Linked DNA regions of Mus musculus: regions 1, 2, 4, 5 and 6 are each linked to region 3. Evidence: chromatin contacts called from public HiCAR-type, HiChIP or PLAC-seq, Micro-C and promoter capture Hi-C data. All regions are on one chromosome and are shown on one strand. The core of a region is the stretch at or near the end of the contact, and the rest is flanking DNA. Distances in the headings are between cores, read along the strand shown. Region 1 holds the start of Vdac2 (voltage-dependent anion channel 2). Region 2 holds the start of Slmap (sarcolemma associated protein). Region 3 holds the start of Dlg5 (discs large MAGUK scaffold protein 5). Region 4 holds the start of Samd8 (sterile alpha motif domain containing 8). Region 5 holds the start of A330001L22Rik (a long non-coding RNA gene). Region 6 holds the start of Comtd1 (catechol-O-methyltransferase domain containing 1).

Region 1 (3,227 bases), core at 17-2,516, 2.4 Mb before region 3:
TTTACAGAATTTAGAGAACACGGTTTGCAGGCCAGGTTGACAGAGCCCCCGTGACCCTCTTGTTTCTATTTCTGGAACTACTACTGGCTTTTAATGTGGGTGTTGGGTGCTGGGGATCCGAGCTCAGGTCCCCTTGCATGCACAGCAAGATAAGGGTTCTTACTCACTGAGCCTCCGATTCTATCTTTATTATCCTGTTTGCCTCACCCTGTAGTTTAGCCTCAAACTGGTCTCTATTATTATTATTTCAAGACAGGGTTTTTCTGTATTGCCCTTGCTGTCCTGGAACTCTCTCTGTAGACCAGGCTGGCCTCGAATTCAGAAATCCACCTGCCTCTGCCTCCCAAGTGCTGGGATTAAAGGTGTGCACCACCACTATCCAGCGGTCTCTTATCTTTATTAACCTTTTGCCTCACTCTGTAGTTTAGCCTCAATCTGGTGTAATTTCTCTGCCGCCCAGATCTGGGACTACAGGTATAGGCATCAGGACTGGCTGCTCCCTCCCTCTTCTGGCATATCTAAAGAACTTGAGAGCAGCATTCTAATGACTGGTCAGCATGAATCCTACAGTTATTCCCTTGTCTCTCCAGGCCTCTCAACCAGGGGAAGCTTCTCTTCCTAGAGCAGGATGTGCTTCTGCGCGTGTGTGAACCCATACCATATATGGGTGAGACGGAGGCTGCAGGAGCGCAACCCTGAGGCTCCGAGAGAAATGCCCAGAGACTGGCTCAAGTTTGTTCCTTTGGAGCCCAGCCTAGTCCCAGCAGGGGAGGACATGGCGGTGGGCGGTGAACCGAGATGGGAAGAGCATGGAGGCTGCACTTGGGGAGAGTGTTTCATCCCCCTCAACCCGGACCTTAAGTTCAGACCTCCAGGCTGGGACTCAGGGAGGAGGCTGAGAGGGTGCACGTGACCCTGCGGGGCACATCGCCCCGCCCCGTCGCGACTCGCGTGGCCACTCCCATCCTGACCGCGCGGGTGCCGTTGCGCCGCCTCCGCCGTTCCCAGGTCCTCGCCTCTGGGGCTGTCCTGGACATTGCCTAACCCGAGGCCCCGCAGCTCCTGCTCGCCCCGTCCCCGCCGGACGGTCCGAGACCGCTCACCCAAGGAGACCGCCGTGCTCTCGACCCACGTGGTCACTCCGGAGCAGGTGGGAGTGGGCAGCGGGCGGAGCGGCAAGGACAGGCGCGGTAGACAGCCCGGGCGGCCGCGGCGGGGACCTGGCTGGGGGAGGCCAGGCTTGCGGCGGGGCGCAACGGTGTCTCCTTCACTTCGCCCTCCAGCCGCGGTGGCTGCAGCGCAACTTTCAGATAGCGGAGTGGCCTCAGCTGCGAGCCGAGCGGTGGCGGCAGCGCCCCTCAGGACACCCGCAGGTACTATGGTGCCCGCCTCTTGCCGACTCTGGGGCCTTAGGGCGGGCCGGCAGCCTGAGTGAACTCAGGGCGGCCCTGGTCCCCTAAGATGGCCGCAGCGGCCCCGGCCCCTTTCTCTAATGTCCGAGCTCCCCAGGGGACCCTTTGACTGTCCCCTGACCGCACTTCTTGTCCCTTTCACAGATCACCTTTTCCCCGCGACTTCGCCATGGCTGAGTGCTGTGTACCGGTATGCCCACGGCGTAAGTAGCACAAGAGGTGTTTGCGCGATGGGGCCATGGGGGCTGTGCTGTTCCTCTTTAGAGAACCATACCTTGTTCCGCCGTGGCCCACATGATGCCTGCAAAGACTTGGAAAGTTTGCTTCTTTGCGCGCCCCCTAAGTCTTACACTGCCACTCTGTTGACGGACGTGGTGCTGGGCTGTTGGGTTGCAGATAGGGGGGCTCGCGCCTGGGGCGTTGGTCCTTGGCCGCACCCACCCTTGGCTTTTGGATATGTTACTTACAAATCCGAAAGCAAAACACTTAGTTGTTGAATTCCATCTTGGGGTTCGGGGGGGGGGGGCGGAGAGTTAGAGCAGTCACTTTGCAAGAGGAAGTAGTTCGCTGTCTGCCTGCACAGGTCGAGTGCACTACAAGGTCATTACACGTGTTCCTAAGGGCGTGGATGTGCACTGGAGAATGAATGAGCTGCTCCTGGAGCTCGGATTCCTTGCCCTTAAGCCTCACGTTGTCGGAGGACTTGGGGGACCGTAGTAATGTGTTTAAAGTGCCATTTGATATTTAGTTGCTGTAGACATAGATGGTTGTATTTTTTGCCCGTGTCTCAATTGTGCCAGTTCCCAGAGTGTTGGTTTTGATTTTGGAAGTCCTTCCCAAAGGTTTGTTAGGGGAGAACGCCTAAGCTTAAATTTTGGTTTTTATCTCCGTTAAATCAGTCACCTTGAGTTTTGGCAACTGTGTAGGCAGTAGACACTTATGTTTAGGAATTAGAAAGGCTTCCCCCATTCTTAAAACTTGGTAGAAATGTCCCAGGTTTGTATTACCACATAGCTATTTAGAAATAAGTTTTTGTTATGGGTGGCTACTTTAGAATAACATTTATTGAAGTTCTAGTGGCATCAAAACCCACTCCGGTTGAACTGCTTGAATGTAAATGTTAGCAGTAGGTCCTAGTAGTAGCTCACATTAACTGTAGAATGTTTCTTTTGACTAGCGATGTGTATCCCTCCACCCTATGCTGACCTCGGCAAAGCTGCCAGAGACATTTTCAACAAAGGATTTGGTAAGGACTTTTTTCCCTTTTAAACATAAAAGAGAAAAATATATGCTTGGACCTCTTGAAAAAAGTTAATTGCTTTGCTTTTCTAGACTGAATACCCTGCTGCACTCATGCCTCTGCCAGCTGCATGTGTACCCCACTTTCTTAGCCTTTCTTCGGTCACAATTGAAAAGCTTGTTCTTTTTATTTTGTTGTTGTTTTTTGGTTTTGTTTCAAGACAGGCTTTCTCTCTGTAGTCCTGGCTGTCCTGGAACTCACTCTGTAGACCAGGCTGGCCTTGAACTCTCAGATCTACCTGCCTCTGCCTCCCAAGTGATGGGAGGCGAGTACCACCCCACTCCCCACCCCCTAGGGAGAGGGGAAAGCCTGTACTTTATTCTTTTAAGTGACAGTTCAGACCATGGTTGGATAGAGCTGCCTAGAATTACTGTTTTATTTTTGTGGTTATGACTCTGGGTAGGTGGAAACCTTAGAGTTTTGAGTCAATTTTTGTGCTTTCTTGAAAATTGATTGTTTTGCACATACCACTACCCCTTGCTCTTTGGTGATACCCTTTTGGGATAAAAGTCCTA
Region 2 (3,391 bases), core at 88-2,587, 2.3 Mb after region 3:
GAAAGGAAAGGAAAGACTGTCAAACACTATAGCGACATTACCTTGCTCGTCTTGTGATCAAACCAGACGAGGGCATGGTTCCTTGACAGCACTTTGCAATCAAAGGTGGCATTATTCTGCGCTGGTCGACAGCGTGCCACCGAGCGGCCGATCTTGATGGGCTCGTCCAGGTAGACATGACGCTCCTGAAACGGGTGCGAGTTCGGGCGGCAAGTGAAGATGGCCAAGGCTGACGGCATCGAGGACAGGCTGGGGGGTGTCTGGACCAGGGACAATGAGGAGCTCCTCCAGGTTCGGAATGCTCTTCTCAAGCCTACACCCCCTAACCCCCCAAAATTTTTAAATTAAAACAAACTGCGCATTGTCTAAGCATAACCAGTGAACATCAACAACTCTTCAATTGGGCAGGAGGACAAGCCAGCGCAAGCCCCATCACCTCCTTTAAAATACAGAGGCACCTTGACCAAAAAAAGTCCCCAACTAGCAGCTTTCAGTCCATCTTCCCTAGGAAGAAAAGGCTCAAACATTGGGCAGCTTCGGCCAAGAAAACTCCTGGAAGACAGTTTGGGGACAGGAGGTATCCGAGCAGATGAGTCACACACCAGTTCTTGTGTTTTGTTTGAGATCCCGGCCGCTTGTCCCCTTCGGTAGCGGAAACGGTGCAGCACTGCAGCATGAAGAGGGTTGACTCGCGCAGCCAGGAAGGTCCTTCGGGGCTCAAGGAAGAGGCGCGGAGGACCTCCGGGCAGCCACCGCGGGGCCTCGGGGCTGAGAAGAGGTGCGGGGACGGACGAGGAGGACTAGAGGGCCAGCGGGCCGGGCTGCATTGCCCTGCTGCGCCGAGGCCGCCCGGGAGTGGCAGGGGTCCCCGGCCCAGCGTGAGCCGAGGCTGCGATCCCGGGCTGGAGGCGTGGGAGGGCTGCCGGGGCACGGGCGGCGTCTGGGTCGCGAGTCCCGGGCACCTGACGGGTGTCCCCGCGACCAGGGCGGGGACCCGGCTCTGCAGGCCGGTGCGGACAGAGCGAGGAGCTACCCCGGGGAGGCTCGGGCGACCGGGCGGGCGAGCGGGCCGACGGGCGGGCCGGCGGGAAGTTGGTTTCTCGGAGCTCTCGGGCTCTGCTGCTCAGCACATGGGCCACCTCCCCTCAGGAGCGTCCTCGCGAGGGTCGCATCGCAGGGACTGGCGGCTCCCGCAGGACGACGGGGTGGGGGAGGGAGGCTGGCCCGGAGGTGGAGGGAGAGGCCTGGAGGCCGGGGCTGGGTCCGCCGCAGCCTCCTCCACTCGCAGCCAGTGCGGCAAGCTCAGGCGGTGGCGGACGAGGCAGGAAACTTTCCGACCTAGGCGGGGAGACACCAAAACAAACGGCAGTCAGGGACCGGCGCCCGCTCGCCTCAGCCCTCGCCCCCTTCAGCCAGCCCCCGCCAGTCCCCGGCCGCTGCCTCCGACCTCGGGCGACCTCTCCTTGCTCAGGCTACGGGATTCCGGAGCCAGGACGGAACGTCGGCTCCTTCCTCCCTTGCCGCCACCGCCGCCACCACCTCCGCCGCCGCCTCAGCTTACCTTGCCAGCGTTGGCCGCCATAGTGACTCTGACTGAAACCTACCGGGTGCACCGCCACGGGAACGCGCACCCTTTTCAAGGGCCCTCCTCCGCCGGCTCCCGTGCCGTAGATAGGGGGTATCATGTGATTGACGCCGTGGAAGCCATGTTTGTCACTGGCAGGGAAGAAGGCAAGCTTATTTTTAACATGACCCCTGGCGCCATCTTTGTTAAGGGCCAGAAGCTTCAAAGCTCCAGACAACCTTAAGGGCCATTTTGGTTAAGGGCAAGAGAAACTTTGAGGGGTTGAATGTTTCAAAAGCACACACAGCGGCAACATATGAATAAGAAAGTACCTACAAGTACCTACGTGTACTAAGTGTGTTTACTACAGTTCTCACTGAAAATACTAACACGTGCGGAGAATAATTCCATGCAAAGGACATACTCATTAGCAGTCATCGTAGCTGTGGGCAACTGAGTCACTCACCACTGCTCTACAGATGACCAAATTCCACAAGTCCCTAGACTTAATGACACCTGAAGGACTTTCCTCCCTCTGCTAATTCACCGGGCTTTATGAATTCCATCCCAAATTCCTGTCCTTTTCACTGATGCGACTATGTTTCTCAGAACTCCTTCGTGGGTTCTAACGTGGAGAACAGAAAGTTGTGGGGGGTTTTTTGGAGTGGGGGAGGATTTTGTTGGGGTAATGGTAGGGTTAGTGACAGGGTTTCTCTGGCTGTCCAGGAGCCCTTTAAGTAGATCAAGCTGGCCTACAACTCAGAAATCTACCTGCCACTGCCTCCAGCGTGTTGGGATTAAAGGTGTGCGCCACCACACCCTACTTGAGACCAGAAAGTTTTAAAACACGTTTCCAAAGAGGGGTCAAGGTCGAAAGTTACTAATAGGAAAATACAGAGAATAACCCAACCAACAATCCTGAAGTCTGTGTTAAGCCTGGGAATTGCGAGGAGAAAGACCAGTATGTATGGAGTCATTGTTCCAAAGAAGAAAAAACCGTGGCTCGAGCTGAAAGAAAACCTTAGGAAAGACTGTAGAGAATCTTAATCTCTTCAAATCAGTGTTGACTTCATTCTTGAGATTCCTGTGACCACAGACTTCCCTGAGAAACGTTGGACATGGCTTTAAACTTCTTTAGGATACTTTTTCTCTTCTATAACATAATGACAAGACACAACCCCCTTGCAGAGAGGCTTTGTGGTGTCAAACCACATTAACAGTATTCATTTCATTGCTTCTGTAATGCTATGCTGTGTCTAAGTGACACAGATGAGCACAGCCTTAGTCTCTGCCCTCTGGTTATAGAACCAGTGTAGTGGGTTTGAAACTGAAGGAACAAAATAAGGCAAAGACTCTGATATATTCAGAGCTCTTCTAAAGGGAGGGAGGCAGGGACATCCTCCAAGGAGAAGTCACAAAAACTGAATGAAGAAAGGTTGAAGGACTATAATAAATACAGTATTTGTTGAATGGTTTTTCTAAATTGCCAGGAAGAGGGACATTAAGTAGTGAAATGAAGCTTTTAAAGGAATACACTCATGTGCCTGGCACAAAGGCTAAGTAAATATTCAATGCCTGAATGAAAATACCATGCTTGTTATTAGAGGATAAAGTAGGGGCAGCACAAAGTGAATTTGGACACAATAAGTAATGTATTATAAAGTCACACTAGGGGGGCTGGTGAGATAGCTCAGCAGTTAAGAGCACCAACTACTCTCCCGAAGGTCCTGAATTCAAATTCCAGCAACCCTCCATAACAAAATCTGACACCCTCTTCTGGAGTGTCTGCAGACAGCTACAGTGTACTTACAGATAATAAATAAATAG
Region 3 (3,598 bases), core at 794-3,293:
ATAAGGATAGCTTTTAACAGTCCCATAAACGGGTCTCCTCAACCTCTGGCCCGCACGTTGCTAAGGGCAGTTTTATTTTTCCAGCTCGCTTCATTCACTGGTCTTTTACATGTGTCTTGATTGATTTTATTATGTATATTGATTCAACTTAAAACAAGGGCAAGACACACTTGCTGTCTCCAGGCTCTGAATATGTTTTTTTTTTAAGCAATAGACAATAATTCAAAACTCTTAGCATTCAATCCGTTAAACATTTTAACCTCTGCAGGCCAGTTTTCTCTCTGGCAAAGCAGGAATACTGGATAGTTCACATGCTGTTAACAGCGATTAAATGTGATAAGGTAGAGTTCCTGCCACAACAGACACCATACATGCCAGCCCTCATCCTTTCTCTGTACTATGCCTTCTTCCTTGTCGAGGAGGCTGGCTTCTCTCTCCACAGCCCAGTCAGGACAAGCCTACCACTAGTCGCAAACTCCAGCAGCACCCCTCCCCCTACACACACTTACAACTCAGTCACTTCCAAGAGCAAGAACACAGGGGTTCCAAAGGGCACCACTCAGAGGTGCTCAGCTCTCCTCCACCGGGAACTCAGAACTCTCCGGGAGGGAACCGAGCCACAGCAACCACTACTAAGATTTTCCCATGGTGCAATGCAACTTCCTCAACTTTTCCGGGCCCACAATTTCCAAAGAAACCGGGGAAGGCGGTGTGCATAATTCACAGCAAATCTGGGCGAGTTAGGAGACTGAGGTCCAGGGGACGAGAAGGAAACGGGCACGGACACAAAGTGAAAAGACACGAGTGACCTAAAGAGGGTTGCAGGGATCAGAACTTAGGGGATCTTCCCCTGGCCTATATTCCCTTCCTGCGGATTGCAACCCAGGGCTCCCGAAGGGCTAGCCGACCGTGAGAAGCTTAGAAAGGGGGCTGACCGACATCCTTCCGAGGTGTCTTCCGACCTCCGCCCCGCCACCAGACCTGGTGGCTTCCGGAGGACTCTGCAGCAGTAGCAACAAGGAGAGGAAAGACAAGGCTTTCGGTGAGGGGGTTATTGTTCCCAGAAAACCGCAGAACAGAGGCAGGAGGTGTGAATGAGGTTCCAGGCATCCGTCCCTCCCCGGGTAGGATAAGAGAGAAGGTGTCACCCGCGCCATACAGGTAGAGCGGTGGCTGCGACCTGAGCCTCGGCCCCCCCAACCCCCTTGGTGAGCTGCAGAGAGAAGGGGTGGCCGGAGGGCAGGAGGGGCCGCGCGGGACTGCCACTCACCCGCGCCCTCTGTAGACTGCGGCGGCCCGACGACGCCGTTCAGGTAGAGAATAGGCAGCAGGTGAGGCTGAGTCTTCTCCAGGGCGGCGCGCAGGTCCTGGAAGTGGTCCTGCTCCTTGGCCAGGAGGAGCTGGAGCAGCAGCTCCGCCTTGGCGCCTCCCGCCTCCTCGTCCAGCTGCCGCCGCTCGCCGGGGCTCAGCGCTCCTGCTGCCTCCAGCAGCCCAAGCACGGCCTCCACCTCGGTCATGGCCTGGGCCAGGCTCTGCTGACACTGGGCGAGCAGCTCCCGGCGCTGCGGCTCCATGGTGGCGGCCCGCGCCGCCCCGCCCCGCCCCGCCGGACGGCGCCGGGGCTTCCCGAGGCCGGCGGGCTGCACGCCGAACTGGGCGGCAGCCTAGCGCGCCGGGAGTCGCGAGGCGGCGGGGCCCATGGGCCGGGGCCTGCGAGCCTCGGGGCCGGGACGATCGGGCAGCTCTCAACGGCCGCCTCCCGGGCTCCGGGGCGCAGCCATGTTGGCTACGGCGGCGGCGGGACTGGAAGAGGAGGAGGAGACGGAGGAGGAGAAGGAGGAGGCGGAGGTGGGGACGGCGGCCGGGGCGCGCCCCGAGGCCTCGCAGCAGCCAGGCATGCCCCCTCCAGCTCCGCCTCCGCGCCCACCGCCCCGCCGCACACTGCGATCGCCGCGGGGGGAATTGTCGCCGGGCGCCCGACGGCTCCGGCCCGGCTCCCCCGAGCTCCCACACCGCCGCCTGCACAGCCGCGGTCCGCCCCTCTGGCCTCTCTCCTCCCCGGCCCGCCTTCGGCCTGGAGGAGGTAGCAGGCAACTGAAACACTGGGCGAAGGGGAAGGGTCCGGACCCCACCGGCCCTTAGTCCACAAGGTACTGAGAGAAACTGCTCCTACCCTGTTCACATACTGCCCCTAGTCCAGAGTCTTCTAAGAATTCTAAAACAAACCAAGGACACAATGCAAAACCCTCCCCCACTTGGTCATTTCCAATTTAAAGACCTCTCCAGAACTTGTCCCCATTCCAAGATTTTCTTAGAAAATCTCCCAATAAAACCCCCTAACCTGCCTCACAGTTAATAGCATCCTGCACACCTGTATCAGAGCTCCAGAGTCAAAGGCAGTGGATGTTTGCAGGACCTGGGTGTGCATAAGGAGTGTTTGCTGTGGGCTCTTGGAGATTTCTGTCAAGAAAAGTGCTCCTTGGTGTCGCCCCAAGATCATAGCAAATCACAGAGTTACCTTGCTTCCCATAATGACTTCAGCTCAAGACCGTCTACCTTCTCCGACAGTTCTCTTCTTCTTCTTCTTCTTCTTCTTCTTCTTCTTCTTCTTCTTCTTCTTCTTCTTCTTCTTCTTCTTCTTCCTCCTCCTCCTCCTCCTCCTCCTCCTCCTCCTCCTTCTTCCTCTCTCTCTCTCTCTCTCTCTCTCTCTCTCTCTCTCTCTCTCTCTCTCTTTCTCTCTCTCTACAATTGCATACCTGGAACGGAATCTGCATCCCAGGGAAGAAGACTGCAAAGTTCTGCGTTCCAACGGCTGGCTTACTTTCTAAGGCCGGCCAAGAACTCTTTCGATGGCACCGTTACCAAAGCAAAGACATCTCAAATGTCCTTCTTTGACAGAAGCCAGAAGCCATGTTTGTTTATAGAAACAAACTCTGAATAGTGATTAGACCAAGAAGACCCTCAGAATGATGGTGGACGATGTCAGAATGATGGTGGAAGAGAACCAATTACATTCCCTCACCTAGTATTTTTCAGGAGAAGGGGGATGAGAAGAGCATCAAACCAGGGGTTCTCAGCTGTAGCTTCATGAGCAAGTTCAGCAGGGTCTGTGTGGCGCTGAAACAATCTCAACACTATTGTGAACGTGTGTTTTCTGGGCTGGGTTTGATAGCTTTATCATTTTTTAAGGCTTCTATAACCCAACATGGATTCCAATATGCTGGAGCAAAACCATTTGAAGATCCCTCTCTGATCAGATAGCCTGGGCTTCTGTGACCAAGAAGATGACCTAATTATATTCTGTTGCTCTGGCAAATACCATGACCAAAAGCAATTTGGGAAAGAAAGTATGTATTTTAACTTAACACTTCCAGGTCACTGTCCCATTGCTGAGAGAAGTCAAGATAGGAATTCTCACTTAGAGCCAAGGGAGTATATAGCAGGATCCACTGAGGATGGGGCATGCTGACACCCTTGCCAGGCTCATGCACCAGCTAGCTTCCTAATATAGCCCATGACCACTTGCCCAGGGAATGGTACTACCCGCAGTAGGCTGAGCTGTCCTGCCCAGTTCTCTCTGAAGACATGCTCATATCAC
Region 4 (3,576 bases), core at 894-3,393, 2.5 Mb before region 3:
GATTTCAAGGATTGCCACGTCTTGCCCGACTCCTACAACCCTGTCAGCAGCCACTCACGCATCTCCGATGAAAAGGTTGGGCCAGACTTCATCCACTCTACTACAAGAGGCTCTCCCGGCCCTCAGGAGCTCCTCTAGCTGCAGGATACTGGGGCAAGGTGTGGCTTCTTTTTCTTCCCCAGGTTTTGGGATGGAGGCATCAGCCATGGGCCAGCCTGCCTACCCCTCTGCCTGCGGTCAGGTCTGCTCTCCTGTGCTATTTCTCCTTGCCAGAGATTGGCATTGACAGGTGGGACAAAGTGACTCAGCAAGTCCCAAGGGCCTCTGAACGCTGCAAGACCTATTTCCCTTGAGCTGACTCCCATCCCTAAAGTCTCCGAGAACATGGAGTTGGACTCCTACAAGTCACGATCTCTCTCCACCTCTGTCAGTTCCTTCTGTAAAGTTAAGGGTTTGCCTGTCCTGGGGAGTTGTTGCAAGGGTTAAACTAAAGGTTCACTGCGTCTAACATAGGGCAAGTGCTTTGAAATAGGTTCATTCGTAGGTTTAGAGCCTGCATAGACGGGTTCCAATGACAAGAGTTAAAGCAGAGAAAAGCACTGAGGCTTGAATGTCAGAAAAGACTCTTGCAGGTCTAAGTGGGCCACAAACAGGGGGGGACACCGATATCGGCTGCATTGGAGCCTTTGGATTGTGGAACACAGGGGACCTTGTCAGAGTTGTGGAGTCACAGAAACTTAGGCACACAGGGAGGAAAGCATCTGACGTGTGCTGTAGGGTTCACACAGAACGGTGGTTCTATAATGAAGATAGCAGATTTTTTTTTTTTTTAAGAGAAAGCTGATGGATCCTTTTATGTCAGAGAGGTGATCATTGCCCAAGGCTCTGAGAATAAGGCTCTGAGAATCTTTGGACACTAGAACCACTTTTTAAACATTATTTTTATAATTAAAAATATTTTATTGGTACTGGAGAGATGGCTCAGTGGTTAAGAACACAGATAATACATGCAGGCAAACATTTATACATATAAAATAAGTTTTAAAATTATGTTTGAGTGCCTACAAATATGTATGTGGGCCACATGCATCCCATGCCTGCTGTATCCAGAAAGTGGGGGTGGGGGGTGGGTCTCCTGGAATTAGAGTTCTAGATGGTTGTGAGGTGGCATGTGGCATTGAACTTGAGGCATTGAGGTGAAAGGGTATTAAACCTGAGTCTCCAGCAAGAGCAGCAAGTGCTCTAACCACTGAGCAACACCTCTACCCCTATAGAAGCACGGGGACAAGAGAGTTCTCTGCCTACAAGGGCTGCAGGAGATGAGATGTTTTGCAGTGTCATGGAGCCCTTGAAGGTTCTGAGCATACTAGGCAGATTCCTGGCTGCCCCTGTTCTCCTCCTGTCCATCTTAGAATCTGCCCCCTTCTCCCTCAGAACTACCAAAGCCGGTCCTGCATTGTTCAAGAAAGTAGAGTCAAAGAGGGCTGAGATTTCAAGCTGCAGATGGCTTCAGACGTGGATTCTGCCAATGTTAGGCTTGCTTTAGAAGGGGATATTCCGTTAAGGTGGGGTATGGTAGTAGCAGGAAAGAACCCAGGTTCTGTCTGAGGTTAGCTTGGGCTTGGGTACCAGCTTGGATTAACTGTGCTACGTCAGGCTACAATGTTTCTTGACCTTTCTATGAGATCTACAGAGTTGAAACAATGATTTGAAGTATAGTCTCTAGCACAGTACAAAATCAAGGGGCAATAAACGGGGCTGGGCAGTGGTGGCACTCGCCTTTAATCTCAGCACTTGGGAGGAAGAGGCAGGTGGATCTCTGTGAGTTTGAGGCCAGCCTGGTCTACAGAGTGATGTCCAGGACAGCTGAAGCTACACACAGAGGAACCTTGTCTCGAAAACACCAAAGGTGGAAAAACAAATAAATGATGCAACTTGAGGACTGACTGAGAAGGGGTTTGCCCCTTCAAAGGGCTCAGGATAATAGCCTCTTCCTAGGCTCCAACCCCAGTCAACAACCCACAAGCCTTCTCCTATCTTCATTAAAACCCTTTGATGAATTATGCTTGGGCATGACGCAAGCGCTCTCCCCCTCCCCCTTGGGTTTCCCCTCCTCTTCCGGTTTTGGACCCGCCCCCTCCCCGTAGCGCCCCGCCTCCCGAAGCAGTTCCGGTTCGGCTGGCCGCTGCTGGCGGCACGGCTCCAAAGGGGCCGGAGCGATGCCCGCTGGTAGCCGAGCCGGCTCCCGCCTGCGCTCCGGCTCCCTCCCCCGGCCTTCGCGTCTGACTCTCAAGGCGCTGCGCCCCGCCTACGCGCCGAGGACCCCCGACTCCAACGGCGACTTAGACACCGGCTCCGAGCTGGGTCCCGGCAGCCCGGCTCCCACCGCGGAGGTGAGCGGGCGCCGAGGCTGATGAGAGGGGAGATTGGGGGGCGCCTGCAACCAAGGGTGAGTGGAGAGTCGGGGGCGCCAAGGGCCGCGGGGAGACGGTTGGGGAAGCCAGGGGAGGCCGCTCTGGAATGGAATCCGGAGAAAATCAGGGGGTTGAGCTGACCCGCGGGCAACAAGGGACGAGGCGCAGGGGCTGGGTCCTTGCTACCCGGCTAGGGGAGAAGGAACGTGCAAGAGGGGTCCCCGGAATCCAGACCTGGAGGAGGAGGTGCCCTGGGTTGTAGCCATAGAGATGAGGGATAGGGAGAGCTGGCCCCGGGCCTCCTGTAACCCGTAACCCGCATGAGGGCGAGGCAGCCGGGTGGGGACTGACAGCCACCTGACTCGGTGGGAATGGTGGCTGGTTTCGCAGGGCGGGAGTTAGGGTTGCCTGGAAAGAGGGAGGTGCTGTCGGGTGGGAAGGAGCTTGGCCTAAAGGTTAGAGAGGAAAAGTCCAGGGGAAAAAAAGGAGCCCTTGGGGATCTAATTTAGGGCCTTGGCTTTTTTACAGGTAAGTGTCTTTCAAGGTGTCAAAAATCTCTGGGTAGTGGATGACGGCTTTGGGGCTTGCCTGTTTGTGATCCCTTTAAGAAGCTAGATTGCGAGGGGCGGGTATGCATCGCTGATTCTCGTACAGGGACTGGGGGAGGCGATCGGAGAGAGGAAGTGATGTTCGTAGAGGGTAGTGATTTGTGAAAATAAAGATGTCACTCAGATTTCTTCTGACGCGAGTGGTTTCTTCTCCTCTGTGCTTCGTTTTTAAGAAGGTTCAGATGTCAGGCAAGTGTAAGTCTTTAGTACATTACCTTTAAATTAAAAAAATTAAATCTGCAAGGGGAATTTGGACGTTTGGATTTTACAGATAATTCAGTGCGAATTGTTAACACTTGAATACAGCTTGAGTTGGCCCGCATATTGGCCACAGGGTGGAAATATGGTCCGTGGAAATTCTTGGGTTTAAGAGGTCATTTACGACAAGAAGTGAAGCCACCCATAGTCCAGAATCCTACAAGATCGTCCCCATTGGTAACTCGAGGATTGGAGTTACCTCGTACAAAATTTGAAAGGTGATTTTAACAGCTTTTTCAGGATCAGTATTCTCTTGCTATTTAGCAGATTTTTTCCACATGAATGGAATTTTTTTT
Region 5 (3,259 bases), core at 198-2,697, 2.3 Mb before region 3:
TTAATGGGCAGCTCCCTCTTCGCCGCCCCTCGGCTTGTCCCCTCCCTCGATTTCGCTACCCGGACGAGATGGACATTTATTCTACGTTTGTCATCTACCGCCTTCCTTCTTTTTTCTCTTCGTCGTTCTTCGTTTTCCCAGCAGGAAAACAAACTGAAACCTTTGGAGGGAGGGAGTGTTAACAGACTTCGGGAGAAGAAACGCAGGCGGTAATGTGGATACCTGCTGAACAGTCAACTCCAGGGATGAGTGGGAGCCTGTATACAAAAAAAATCTTTTCAGAAATTAAGATTTTGCGTGGCGCGGCCACCCGGGTAAGGAAAGTCGATGCTGCAGAAAGTCTGCCCGCCCGCTTGGATTTCCAGAGGTTCAGCAGCAGAGAAACCAGAAGCTAGAAGGGCAACGGAGGCGGTGGCTGCTCGTCCTCGCGACGTGCGCCGGGCTCTCCGCCCTTCCCGGTCACGTGACACCGAAGGACGCTCAGATTGGGGCTTGAGCGGGGGGTCACATGTTTCCCCTGTTTCACACTTCAGCCCCCCCCCCATTCTTGCTTTCGTCTTGCTACTCTCCCCCCCCCCCGCACCCCCTGTTTCTCTGGGCATCTCCACCCCTCCATCAATTGTCAATGTGCCTCGACCGCAATCAATCAGTTATTTGTCAGCTCTTGTCAATCTGCCCGTGATTTATGTCAGCTTTTGTTGCTGATTACAAGGCGGGTGAGACTTGAAGGGAAAAAGAGAGACCTAGAGTGAGACAGAGGAAGGAAGAGACCGAGAAGAAACTGAAGGAGGGGGAAAGAGCAGCAGCCTCCTGGCACCTGTGTGTGTGTTTGTGTGTGTGGAGGGTGTGTAAGAAAAAGAAAGAGGGGAAAGGGGCGTCCACAGTCAGGAAAATGAAATAGTGAGAGTAAAGTGCGCAGGTGCACCCAGGACTCCTAGTCTGGAGCACCGGCCTGGGATGTGCTCACTCCCTCTTGGGGTTGTGGAGACAGACACACCTTCTACCTTTGGGTGCTTCGGTCAATCCGGGTCGCCCAGTTCGGGTCTGCTGAGTACCTAAGAACGACGCTGGAGGCGACGTCTAACGCGGAGGTTTCCCGCCTCTCTGGCATAATCCCTCCCGGGAATGTAACTTGAGGATGTCCAGTTGTCGACCTCGGTAGTGTTCCCACCCCAGACTCGGGAATTTCTTTCCAAAGAGCCATGCCATCAAATATAGCCCGAGTTCTGGAGGTTACTTGTAGAATAAACCTCCTTAATTCTGTGACCCGTGTTCGTAGCGAGAGTTGAATAGCTCAAGAGAAGAGGCCTGACCATGTGCATAGGCAAACAGGTCTCAGGCTCGCTCTCCTCCTCTCCCGGGTCCTTCGCCACTACCCTCCGCTGGCCATCCCGACAGTCCTGGGAGCCGGGACTTAATCGGGCTGCTGGACGGCATGATGTAGACCATCCAGACAGGACTGACCTATGCGGGGAGAGGAGAGGGAAGGAACGCGAGAGGGAGGGGCGGCTGCCTGTGGAAACCGGTTCTTCCAGGGAAGCGGAGCGGGACTTCGGCGTTCCCCTCGATTTGCGCCGTCGCTCGGGCTGTTTGGAAAGAAGAGGGGAGGCGCTGTGCATGCTGACTTGTACCTGGATCTGGGTGCACAGTGCGTATGCACTCCTGTGCCGCTGGGCGACTTCCATAACGTCCGCTCCGGGGTTACTCCCAGAAACTCGTAGAAAGTAGAAGGGGGTGAGAAGAGGACACACCCCCTTGCTCGGAGGGACTTGGGAGACTTTGAATTTCCCCTCCCCCCACTTTTCCGCAGAGCTCTTCTTTTGTTGTCAAGTCCTTTTGATAAATGGTGGGGCTGGGAGAGCTGGGAGCCAGGAGCCGATCTGCGCCCTGCGCAGGGGCGGGGGCCCAGCCTGGAGACCGGGTTCGGACCACCGCGCACCCTGAGCTGAACCGGGCACGCTCAGGGGACTTTTCCTTCTGTTTGCCAGCCTATTTCTTTCCTACCATCCCAGTCCCCCTTCCCTTCTGTTTCTGTCCACGCGGATAACGAGAACTTTCTGGGGTGGGGGTGAGTTATATAATTTTCTCGTAAGTATTCTTTCACAGAGTTTTGATTTTATTCCTTGATTCCTTAGGTTGGCAAAGTTAATGGGATGGTAACTCGATTAATGGTAATTTGGAAAGAAGAGCGGCTGGGGCTGGTGTGTGTGTGTGTGTGTGTGTGTGTGTGTGTGTGTGTGTTAAGAACATTGGCTGTTTGTGATCCTCCTGCGACAATTGAGAAAGGTAAATTTGTGAGACTATGGCAAGATCACAGGCACCTTTGTGAAGGTGCCTGAATGATCTCTGGAGTAAGAAGTCCAGCTTACGTTTTGGCAGAATGGCAACCCCAAACTCTGCCGGGTAAGGTCTCTGAAGCTGCTTGCAGCCTGCGGGGTGTTAGTGCCTGCCGGTGTCTCCCACTGTATGGCTCTAAAGGTGTCACCCTCTGGTCAGCTCCTGTGGTCCTAGCATAGGAAGCTAGGCCTTGGGCCACCTGCCATATTGGCCTCTTTCATAGGCCTGGAGAGTGAGAGTTGACGCTGTGGACAGAACTGAGGAGAGCAGGAGCAAGCGCGGGCCTAGGGTGTCCTCTTCGCTCCGGGGGTTCAGTTTCTAGGCTCAGTTTGTCTCTTTTCCTCCAATTCCAGTAGTTTTCTCATTGCGCTGGGCAGTTCAAGGGAGGCCACCCCAGCTCTTCAAGACTGGTAGAATCGTGGAATGGCTCTCGTCCCACGTAGATTACATGCGCTCACCGGTGTGCGCCGCCGGGCTCCGTGAGCTCCGACTGCCGCGTTAAAACTCAACTCCGAAGGTCGGAGCGCACGGGGGCGCCTGGGGGTCTGCGTTCCCCGGGCTTTGGGGAGGCACCAGCATCTGAGCCTGCGCACCTCTCAAGGGAGGCCAAATCTCTGAAGGCCGAGTAAGCTGTGGAAGTTGGAGGGGGTGTGGGGGGATATATTGTTATTAATTACTTCAGGCTAGGCCTAATGCTTCCAACCCTCAGAGGTGGTTGGCATGGACGTCCTGCGGATTTTATTTGCACACAATGGACATGATTTGTTTTCTAAAAAAAAAAAAAAAAAAAAAAAAAGGGTGTGGGCATGGCAGATATTTGAGGAGGAGGTGGAGGGAAGAAGGCGGAAGGGAAGAGAGCCGAGGAAAAAAGTTTGAAAATGCCTTGAACTATTCACTGTCGAGATGGCTAATCAGTATTGAG
Region 6 (3,113 bases), core at 22-2,521, 2.4 Mb before region 3:
GGACGTAGGAGCTGCAGACAGCGCTCGTAGTAGGCGGTACAGTTCTCTTTGTCCGCGTCCACCACGGCTATGTCGAAGGTTCCGGCCTCGCCCGCCGCTAGGAGCTCATCTTAACAGGGACAGAGGGCATGTGCCGCTGGCTGAGCTAGGGTCTCAGCGGGCTGCTCAGGGTCGCCAGTTTTGTTCCCCGGGGTTGGACAGTGCTGTCTGGGTCCCTCCCGCACTGGTGCTCACCCAATGTCTGCAGGGCGGGCTGCAGCCGAAGGTCGATCTTCTGCTCCACTTCTGCCTGCGGAAGGAGGCCGGTCAGGCCGGCACGCCCCCGAGCCGGAGCCCGAACGGCCGCAGGTGTGGGGCTCTCACCTGCTTCCACATGGGCCGTCCCAGCTTCGGGGGCTCTGCGTCAACCTCGCAGGTCACCACGCGGCCAGCCTCCGGAAGCGCCAAGGCTAGGGCCAGGGCCGAGTAGCCCGTGAAAGTACCTGTGGAAGGGGACACTGTCAAGCTCAGTTCAGGGTGCAGGGCTGCCCTGTGACCCTGGTTTCCAGAGACCATGGCTGCGTGTTCCTACCCAGATCCAGAGCTTTCTTGGCCTTAATGAGCCGCGCCAGGTTGGCCAGAAGCTGGGCCTGTTCACAGGTCATCATGGAATCCCCCTGCGGCTGCTCCAGGGTCAGCTGTGTGGGGAGAGGGAGGTGCCATTCATACCAGTCACCCCCCCCACCTCCCCCCTGAGGTTTTGAATCATTCAGGGGCTCGGTGGCGGGTGTGGCCTAGAGGGGACAGGTCTCAGGGAACCCGGAAGCCCAGAGAGGGTTTCTGCCTAGCTCAAGGTCACACAGCCACGTGAGGTCCACCACGCTGGAAGTGGGGAGCCGGTTCTCGGTCCCAGTCCTACTGACCAGTCGCAGGCTCCGCAGCGCCGGGTGCTCTCTCATGGAGCGGCTCAGCAGATACTGCCACAGGGGATTGTCCTCAGGTGGCAGCAGGCGCTCTTGCCGCCTGGACCCCCATGGAGGCCACCGTTTCCCTGCCGGGGAGAGGGTGCCGAGTCAGGGCCTGCATTTCTGACCGGGTTCTCCGGCTCTTCTCCGCGCCCTCCTCCCATTCCCCGGACTGCAGCAGCCCAGCCCAGCTCACCCAGCAAGAGACCAGTAGCGAAGGCGGCGCCCAGCGCGGCCGAGCCCAGGGCCAGTGCGGCTGGGATAGATAGCCGAGGGACGGGCTGAGCCATGGTGCAGGTTAGCAGCGGCGGCGGAGGTCACGTGTGCTGGAGTAGCGAGGATGGGACTGGGACCAGTAAGCCGACAGGGCTCCACCTTGTCCGGGCCCTGCCCACAGAGCCGCGTCCTCGGGCACCATCTGGTGACACATGGCCGTATTGCAAGGTCAGGCTGAGAACATCTCGCCACCCGGTGGCTGCATGCGGAACTGCGTCGGGGTATGGAGTCATCTCTGCACCAGGGCTCTTGTGAGCATGGGGAGAGGGGATAAAGTGAGTGTGGCTAATGGAGGAATCCAAAGAGACTCGGGAATGCTTGCTGGAGGGGTGCCCAAGTTAAAGGAACCAAGAACCTGGTTTAGAGTCACCTGGTTTCCAAGACAGTATCCTTAGTGGCTGGGATGCTGGGTGTAGCTTTTTTGTGTGACGGTCCGTCTTTCCGAGTCTGTTTCTTTTCTGTAAAGCAGGTATTACAGCCTTACTACGATAGGCACGGGATTCCTCGCATAGTAGGTGCTCAATAGTGGTACTTGCTGTTATGGTCATTGGCTAGAGAGGGTTCCTTGGGAAGCGGTAGCATCTTGGCAGGCAGCAGCTGAGTTCCCCTTGCAAGGCTATCTGCTAGACCGGTGTTCCCTAGACATTTATTGAATATCTACTATATGCTGAACTCTGGTGGAAGCAAAAGACTGTGGTAGTTTATGACTTGGAAACAACTGGACAGGTACAACTGGAATGCAGTTCAAGTGTTACTGTCCCTCTTTTTTCTACAGTGAAATCCTTTCTAGACTTCGCTCACAGGAGACTCTGCTGACCTGCCCTCAGGGACCTAGCAATTGCTTAAGGCATCACCTGCCCCGCCCCCCACGTACGACAGGTATGTGCCACAGATAAAAAGACCCCCACCCCACTCCAGTCCTTTGGCCCCCTTCCCCCCTCCCCTGGCTTCATTCCCATCTGTCTGTCTACATAGCCACTTGCCAGCCTCTAGTCCTCTTCTCCCAGTAAACCCCCTTTATACCAGAACTGTTGCACAGTGTAATTTCTCAGGGGTGCACCTTGCCTCGGGCCACCAAGAATACTGTCTTGCAGAGTTATATTTCACAACACTCACTGCACACAACACCCGATGGAGTTCCGGTTGAAAACACCCGCACAGTGTGCCTCACACACAGGCTTAGTAGGCTATTGGTGCTGTCTTTAAGAGCTGGAGTCCACAGGGCCTCAGAGGTGGTTGCCCTGGAAGTCTGTTTCTTAACAACACTGGCCAGGCCCGGAGACCCTCCGGAGGCAGGCAGACAGGTGCAGGATCAGTGAGAGAGCCCTAGACCTGGCCAACTGAAGCCAATGCTGCTAGAATCCCGGGCCTCGGAGGTGAGGGCAGGTCTCCAATCACAATCAGGGTAGACTGGCTTCTTGACCTATCAGCATCTGTGCAGGGTGCAGGCAAACAGGAGGGGAACCTACTTTCTCTAGGGGCAGGGCGGGATCTCAGCTGCTTCTCCTAACTGCTCCTGGAACAGGCCCCTTAGACAAGCTCTTTCTTCTTGTTGACTCTCAATGACTTGAGAGTCCTGAAAATATCTCTGAGTTTGAGTCATGCTCTCCAGGTAAGGCCCGAAGAAATGTGAGTTCCTTTAGGGCTGAGCACACAGCAGGCACTAAATACGTGCTGGCGGGGCCACACTGCGGCCAGTGATAACAACGGGGCCACACTGCGGCCAGTGATAACAACGTGACAACCGGAAGCTGTTACTTAGCACCTGCTGGGTACCAGGTGCTCAACACCCAGCCATCCCTTGAAGCAGCGGTGTTGTTCCAATTTTCAAGAGAAGGAAAGTCCTGAATTGATCATCTCTCCGAGCTCACTGCCTAGCGCCTTGCCCTCCTA

Evidence for each region. Promoter capture Hi-C pulls out the DNA fragments that hold promoters and counts their contacts. Hi-C and Micro-C count contacts between places; a contact is called where the count stands out from the background. HiCAR-type assays count read pairs that join an accessible place to other places. HiChIP or PLAC-seq counts read pairs in DNA pulled down with a chosen protein or histone mark.
Region 1: a contact with region 3 is called in a promoter capture Hi-C map of embryonic stem cells, with 4 times the contacts expected there. The contact joins the promoter of Vdac2 here to the promoter of Dlg5 in region 3. A contact is called at or near these places in 3 of 39 promoter capture datasets (cranial neural crest, embryonic stem cells and hippocampal neurons) and 1 of 115 datasets of contacts at active chromatin or transcription factors (astrocytes).
Region 2: a contact with region 3 is called in a promoter capture Hi-C map of cranial neural crest. The contact joins the promoter of Slmap here to the promoter of Dlg5 in region 3.
Region 4: a HiCAR-type map of astrocytes shows a contact between it and region 3, with 6 times the contacts expected there. The contact joins the promoter of Samd8 here to the promoter of Dlg5 in region 3. A contact is called at or near these places in 3 of 39 promoter capture datasets (cranial neural crest, embryonic stem cells and stem cell-derived epiblast-like cells) and 1 of 115 datasets of contacts at active chromatin or transcription factors (astrocytes).
Region 5: a contact with region 3 is called in a Micro-C map of embryonic stem cells, with 2.9 times the contacts expected there. The contact joins the promoter of A330001L22Rik here to the promoter of Dlg5 in region 3. A contact is called at or near these places in 4 of 39 promoter capture datasets (cranial neural crest, embryonic stem cells, liver and 1 more), 4 of 484 Hi-C or Micro-C datasets (all in embryonic stem cells) and 3 of 115 datasets of contacts at active chromatin or transcription factors (all in embryonic stem cells).
Region 6: a contact with region 3 is called in an H3K27ac HiChIP or PLAC-seq map of embryonic stem cells, with 11 times the contacts expected there. The contact joins the promoter of Comtd1 here to the promoter of Dlg5 in region 3. A contact is called at or near these places in 1 of 39 promoter capture datasets (cranial neural crest) and 2 of 115 datasets of contacts at active chromatin or transcription factors (astrocytes and embryonic stem cells).

What each region holds. Positions count from the first base shown.
Region 1 is chr14:21,830,295-21,833,521 of GRCm38.p6, forward strand. Vdac2 (voltage-dependent anion channel 2) reads left to right here and starts at 1,267. Exons shown (of 10, transcript NM_011695.2): 1 at 1,267-1,373; 2 at 1,557-1,615; 3 at 2,590-2,658. The coding sequence starts at 1,582.
Region 2 is chr14:26,533,287-26,536,677 of GRCm38.p6, forward strand. It overlaps Slmap (sarcolemma associated protein), which reads right to left and starts at 1,338. Exons shown (of 23, transcript NM_001310445.1): 1 at 42-1,338. The coding sequence starts at 239.
Region 3 is chr14:24,243,877-24,247,474 of GRCm38.p6, forward strand. It overlaps Dlg5 (discs large MAGUK scaffold protein 5), which reads right to left and starts at 2,044. Exons shown (of 32, transcript NM_001163513.1): 1 at 1,271-2,044. The coding sequence starts at 1,574.
Region 4 is chr14:21,748,388-21,751,963 of GRCm38.p6, forward strand. It overlaps Samd8 (sterile alpha motif domain containing 8), which reads left to right and starts at 2,144. Exons shown (of 6, transcript NM_026283.3): 1 at 2,144-2,393. The coding sequence starts at 2,220. It also overlaps a transcript of Dusp13 not described here.
Region 5 is chr14:21,988,028-21,991,286 of GRCm38.p6, forward strand. A330001L22Rik (a long non-coding RNA gene) reads left to right here and starts at 1,448. Exons shown (of 2, transcript XR_001781181.2): 1 at 1,448-3,259. Zfp503 (zinc finger protein 503) reads right to left here and starts at 1,574. Exons shown (of 3, transcript NM_145459.3): 1 at 998-1,574; 2 at 1-257.
Region 6 is chr14:21,847,639-21,850,751 of GRCm38.p6, forward strand. Comtd1 (catechol-O-methyltransferase domain containing 1) reads right to left here and starts at 1,272. Exons shown (of 7, transcript NM_026965.2): 1 at 1,141-1,272; 2 at 903-1,030; 3 at 572-677; 4 at 364-482; 5 at 235-289; 6 at 1-109. The coding sequence starts at 1,234. It overlaps A430057M04Rik (RIKEN cDNA A430057M04 gene), which reads left to right. Exons shown (of 3, transcript NM_176925.3): 1 at 1-1,441; 2 at 1,996-2,099. The coding sequence starts at 1,233.